Linked DNA regions of Mus musculus: region 2 is linked to region 1. A link is a contact called in public HiChIP or PLAC-seq data. All regions are on one chromosome and are shown on one strand. The core of a region is the stretch at or near the end of the contact, and the rest is flanking DNA. Distances in the headings are between cores, read along the strand shown.

Region 1 (2,700 bases), core at 53-2,552:
CCAGGTTACATGACATTGTGACATGTAGGTAGCTAAGGTTACCTTGAACCCCTGATTCCTGTCTCTACCTCCTTAGTGTTGGAATGGGGAGCCTGGCCACAATGTCTACTGATGCTTATAAAAAGTGTTTGTTTGTTTGAAGGACGTGAGAATGGTCTAAGTTTTAGGATGAGAGAAGAGAGTTGCTACAAATGGACCAGTTGAAGGTTTGGAGAGCAGAGAAGAGCAAGTTGAGGCCTTCCAACAGTTATGGAGAAGGGACAACACAGTAAAAGACAGTGTGTCAGAGCTGGGGCTGGTTGGCCTGGCAGTGAAGGTCATGAACTTGCAGGGCCCCTAGTTCAGCCTGCACACAGGGTAAAGGCTGTGGATTTCATGCCACAGTTTACTCTGGTCCCTGTGTTATCTTCAAAGTAAATAACCTCTAGCTGAGTATTCCAGCTGCTTAAACATTTTGTCAAATGATTGTGTTTTGTGTTCTACCTTGGCCCTGTCTTCTGGCCTTCATTCTCTCTCTTCTCTTTGACTTGTGCTGATCTTCCCACTCTTTGTCAGTTTGCGTGATTAAGGGGGGGGGGGGGGCATGTGAATCTTCCTTTTCATCTCCTCACTTAGGAAGGTGCTCCTTGGACTTGAGAGATAAAGTTCTTACTGCAACCTTTCTTGGGAAGAAAAAAAGAAAGGAGAGAGAGAGAGAGGGAGAGGGAGAGGGAGGGAGGGAGGGAGGGAGGTAGAGAGAGAGAGAGAGAGAGAGAGAGAGAGAGAGAGAGAGGAAGGGAGGGAGGGAGAAAGAAAAGACAAGAAGAGAAGAGAAGAGAAGAGAAAAGAAAGAAAAGAAAAGAAAAGAAAAGAAAAGAAAAGAAAAGAAAAGAAAAGAAAAGAAAAGAAAAGAAAAGAAAAGAGGCTCCAGAAGAGTGATCCATTCGGAGCTATTATTTTCAGGGTTCTGATTTGAGGTCTAAAATTCTCCAAGTCTTCAATTTTTCAGAAGTTGTATGTCTATGGAATACAAGCATTCTGCCTCTGTAGATGTTATAACATTGTTTCTCACAGTCCTGGGTGGTTGAGGAGACCTCCAGTTTTAGAACTCTAATCTGTCAATAGGTGCATTATAAAGCCCTGGATACATCGCGTCACTGTGAAGAACTTCAGACTGCGGTTAGAAAAAGCAGAATAAATTTTCTTGGGGTTGTACCGTTATGTATACACACACACACACACACACACACACACACACACACACACACACACACTCTCCCATTGGCAGACAGGGCCACACCTCACAGCTCTGGAGGAAGCCGCAGACCTCAGCTGTACAAGCGCAGCCTGGACTAGGGGAACTTTCCCTGGAACTCGGGAAGATCAGCCTCCCGGAGTCGACCTGTCTGCAGGGCGGAGCGCGGGGCAAGCGCGGGTGGCAGGGAGTCGGTGCACAGGGGACTCAGGTCAAGGCTGGTCGGCGGCGGGTCCTGCGAGCCTCAGAAATCAGTGCCGGTGCACGCTCCCGCCGTCCCGGGGCAGCCGCATCCCCGGCGCCGCTGGCAGCATCGCCGCCTCCCGCCGGCTACGGAACATGGCTGCGCGCCTCGCCACTGTCGCCTGCGCGCTGTTCCTGCTGTCCTCCGCCCTGCTCCGCCTCGGCTGCCGGGCGCGCTTCGCCGCCGAGCCCGACTCGGATGAGGACGGAGAGGAAACGGTGGCGTTCCCCGAGTCGCCCCCGCAGAAACCCACGGTGTTCGTGGTCGTTCTCGCCCGCAACGCTGCGCATACGCTGCCTTACTTCCTCGGCTGCCTGGAACGGCTGGACTACCCCAAGAGCAGGATGGCTATCTGGTGAGCGGGTAGGGGTCCTGGGCCACCGCGGGGAAGATGAGGGCAGCTTGCTGCGCACACTCCCTTGCTGCCCGCGTGGGTCCTGGACTGAGAGAGTGGTGGGGCCGGGAGGGAGATGAGAAAACCTATGGACGAGAATCTGGAGACCTTGACTTTCCTCATCCCCCTCCTCTTCCTGGTTTCTACTGGGAGAGAGTGTCTTCTCCAGATGCGAGACACAGAACTTAATTAACTAAGGCAGGAAAGGGGTCCACAGAGACTTGGGAGATGGAGAGTGAGTCACCCGGACTTGCAGGTGCTAGGAGTCTGCTCTCTGAGTAACTCGGCTTCTGGTCCTCCCCTGGGTTATCTGAACTCAGGGATGGAGATTTTGAAACTTTGTTTGGAGTCTTTCCAATCACACCACACTGTGGGCTGGTCTTTTCTTGGGAGCTCCAGAAGGTCCCTGCCTGTTCAGCCTCCTGAGACACGTTCCCACTGCAGATGCAAACTGTACTGAGGTGCCCTAGGGTCTATGATGGGCCATTGGAGCCATCATTGGGAGGATAAACAGTCAAGTTTTGTCTTCAGGCTAAAGAATTCTATGCTTGGTCCCTTTGTGTTTGCTGTGGATCAGGACAGGGAATCAATGGAAGTCTGTCCCTTCCTCCCGTAGACCTCAGTCCATCCAGTTCCACACCTTTAAATCCAAGCATTCGTGGTGGAGTCGGGCAGGCAAGCTCTAGATGGTCTGCAGAGAAAGTAAAATCTGGCCAGGGAAGACAAGCTGTCCGATTGTTAGGCAATCCTCCCTTATTCCTGAGATTAAAAGCTAGAGCCATCCTGGAATGTTTTTTGAAAGGAGCTATCCCCAGACAAGACATATCC
Region 2 (2,721 bases), core at 140-2,639, 520 kb before region 1:
ATAGTCTCACAAGAGAGAGCTATAACTGGGTCCTTTCAGCGAAATCTTGCTAGTGTATGCAATGGTGTCAGCATTTGGAAGCTGATTATGGGATGGATCCCTGCATATGGCAGTCACTAGATGGTCCATCCTTTCGTCACAGCTCCAAAGTTTGTCTCTGTAACTCCTTCTATGGATGTTTTGTTCCCATTTCTAAGAAAGGGTAAAGTGTCCACACTTTGGTCTTCATAAGGGGTTTCTACAGAAAATCGCTGTGTGTGTGTGTGTGTGTGTGTGTGTGTGTATGTGTGTGTGTGTATGTGTGTGTGTATGTGTGTGTGTGTATGTGTGTGTGTATGTGTGTGTGTGTATGTGTGTGTGTATGTGTGTGTGTATGTGTGTGTGTAAGTGTGTGTGTGTGTGTGTGTGTGTGAATACAATCTCATTTTGCAGTCTATACTGGTTTGGAACACTGAATTCATAGCAGCCCTCCTCATTCAGTGTTCCACTGGAGTGCTGGGGTCACAAGTGTGAGCCATCATACTTAGCTTTCAATAGAGCAAATGTAAAATCTGTCCCTTGTAGGTATAAACTGCCACTAATTATAAAAGAAAGGATCCAAGTTTATGAGTTTTTATGAGCCAAGCTGGTTTTGAAGATTCATTTTTTTTCAGTTAGATTTATTAAGGGATAATTAAATAATACAAAATACACCTTTGAATAGTGTTTGATATACTCTGCCTCTAGGGAATGGCTTAGGATCCCTTTGCAATTTCCTCCGTCCAAATCCTCTGCAACACTGATCCGATTCTGTCGTCGTGATTTTCCCTTATGTCATAGAAGGGGAATTGAAGACTGGCACCCTTCACTTAGTCAAATGCTGTGGGTGTTCTTTTGTATTGTATCTCTGAGTAACTCCCCCTTACCATTTTCGTTCTATTATATGGATCTACCATACCTGTTAAGCCATTTTTCAGCTGATGGACATTTGAGTAGTATTTATCTTTTGGAAATCATGAATAGTTGCCATGGAGATTACTGCACAAGTCTTGGGTGGGTGAGATTCTTTCTCTTGAATAAGTAATGGAGTGTGGGATTTTTTGGAAAACATGTCACATAAATGCCCTCAATTCTGAGGTTACAGACACTTGTGACCACACCCAGACTATAGCGTGGGTGCTGGGGTTCAAACTCAGGACCATGTCATGATTGCTCAGCAAATGATCTTACCCACTGAGCCAGCTCCTCAGCTATGAGTTTTTTAGGTAGCTGAGGTTGACTTCTTGGCTCTACCTCCTGTGCCAGGATTACAGGTGTGGAGCAATCCCATCCTGCATCAGCACCATCTATTTAAAGGACAACTGTGCTGGGAGTGGTGGCATTCACTTGTGATCTTGGCAGTCCAGAGAGGCTAAGGCAGGAGAATGGGGAGTTTGAGGGCAGCCCACGCATGCTATTAGTGAGTTTCCTGATCACTCAGAAACAATGATTACTTTGTCTCAAAACAAACAGAAAACAAAAGGCAATGCTTTCCCGGAATGAATTACTGTGACACCTTTGTTTGGAAGCAATTGATCATGAATGGGTGGGTCTGTTTCTGGACTCTTACTCCTAATTATGGTAATCTTAGAAACAGGCTTTGTTATTTCAGTCAACTGGTCAGGTTTTAAATAGACAGAACATTTAGAACCGGTGGCTGTCGGTCTCTTTGGATCTCAGGATTCAAAGCAAACACCATTTGTGTGTGTGTGTGTGTGATGGAAACTCCAGGCAGGCAGGCAGGCATGCCATGCCAGGCTCCAGAGGCTCCCGTTTTGTTCTGAGGAGCAAGCTAATGTTCTCCCGCAGGTGAGCATACATACATCTGTGACTGGGACGTCAATCTGAACCACTCATACCCCAGCAAAACAGGCGGAGGCTTTCTCACAGGTACCCTTCCCTGCACGAAGTTTCTGGTTTACAAGGATTCTAACTCATAACGCAAGAACATCACAGGCTCCAGGACCAGAGTTCTCTGGGAGGAGGTTGAGGAGGGCTGGAGAGAAAGCCAGAACAAAGGCGTAATATTCTAGACGCTTTGCCACCATTATGGCAGCAGGGTCCTCTAGCAGGATGAGCCAGAGCTGAGGCCACGATTGCCGCATGGCCAGCTTCCCTGGGGCTTCTCAGAAAGCCAGCCTTTCAGCTACAGAGCTGCTGCCTGTTCTTAGACGGTGGATTGTTAGCGGGCTCGAAATAGACCATTCATTTTCTTCTTCTTTTAGCACAGAAGGGTCTCACATCTCCAAACACCACCAGGGACCTGAATGTTTCCAGTCAAAACCTTCCCCAGACCACAGACCTCTGGTAAGAGGAAAGGCTTTGGAGGGCAAAGAACCACCCACCAGCCTGGAAACCACAGAGTACACAGGAGACAGAGGCCTCTTGCTCTTAAATACTGGGGGCCTACCACCATTGATCCATAGATGCTATCTTCCCAGTCGGCCTTCCCCCTACTCTCCGCCTCAAGAAATACATCAGTTTGCTAGGTGTGGGGAGCACTGATTGGCTACTAGCTGTCATGTGCTCTCAGAAGCTGCCTGTCACAACCAATCGCGCAGTAAGAACGGAGCACAGTCCTGTGGGGAATGGGTGCGGTTCTTCAGTATCCCTTAGTGCAATAGTCATCTGGTGGATACCAAATCACACGCGTTTCTTGTTTAGAAGAGATCACGTGCTGTTGGGAGCTACGGAGACTTTGGG

Evidence for each region. HiChIP or PLAC-seq counts read pairs in DNA pulled down with a chosen protein or histone mark.
Region 2: a contact with region 1 is called in an H3K4me3 HiChIP or PLAC-seq map of stem cell-derived neural progenitor cells, with 13 read pairs. The contact joins the enhancer-like site here to the promoter of Colgalt2 in region 1. A contact is called at or near these places in 1 of 39 promoter capture datasets (the C10 cell line), 2 of 484 Hi-C or Micro-C datasets (bone marrow-derived macrophages and embryonic stem cells), 5 of 115 datasets of contacts at active chromatin or transcription factors (embryonic basal ganglia, embryonic hindbrain, embryonic stem cells and 2 more) and 1 of 9 other capture datasets (liver).

The regions. Positions count from the first base shown.
Region 1 is chr1:152,398,565-152,401,264 of GRCm38.p6, forward strand. It overlaps Colgalt2 (collagen beta(1-O)galactosyltransferase 2), which reads left to right and starts at 1,303. Exons shown (of 12, transcript NM_177756.4): 1 at 1,303-1,833. The coding sequence starts at 1,574.
Region 2 is chr1:151,877,097-151,879,817 of GRCm38.p6, forward strand. No RefSeq gene overlaps it. Among named protein-coding and RNA genes, the nearest start is that of Edem3, 120 kb to the left of the region's middle. Within about 2 kb of position 1,390, at least 35 of the 459 cell types and tissues checked have an H3K27ac peak or open chromatin away from gene starts, as enhancers often do. A contact at or near this core is called in embryonic stem cells and stem cell-derived neural progenitor cells, where this site is marked.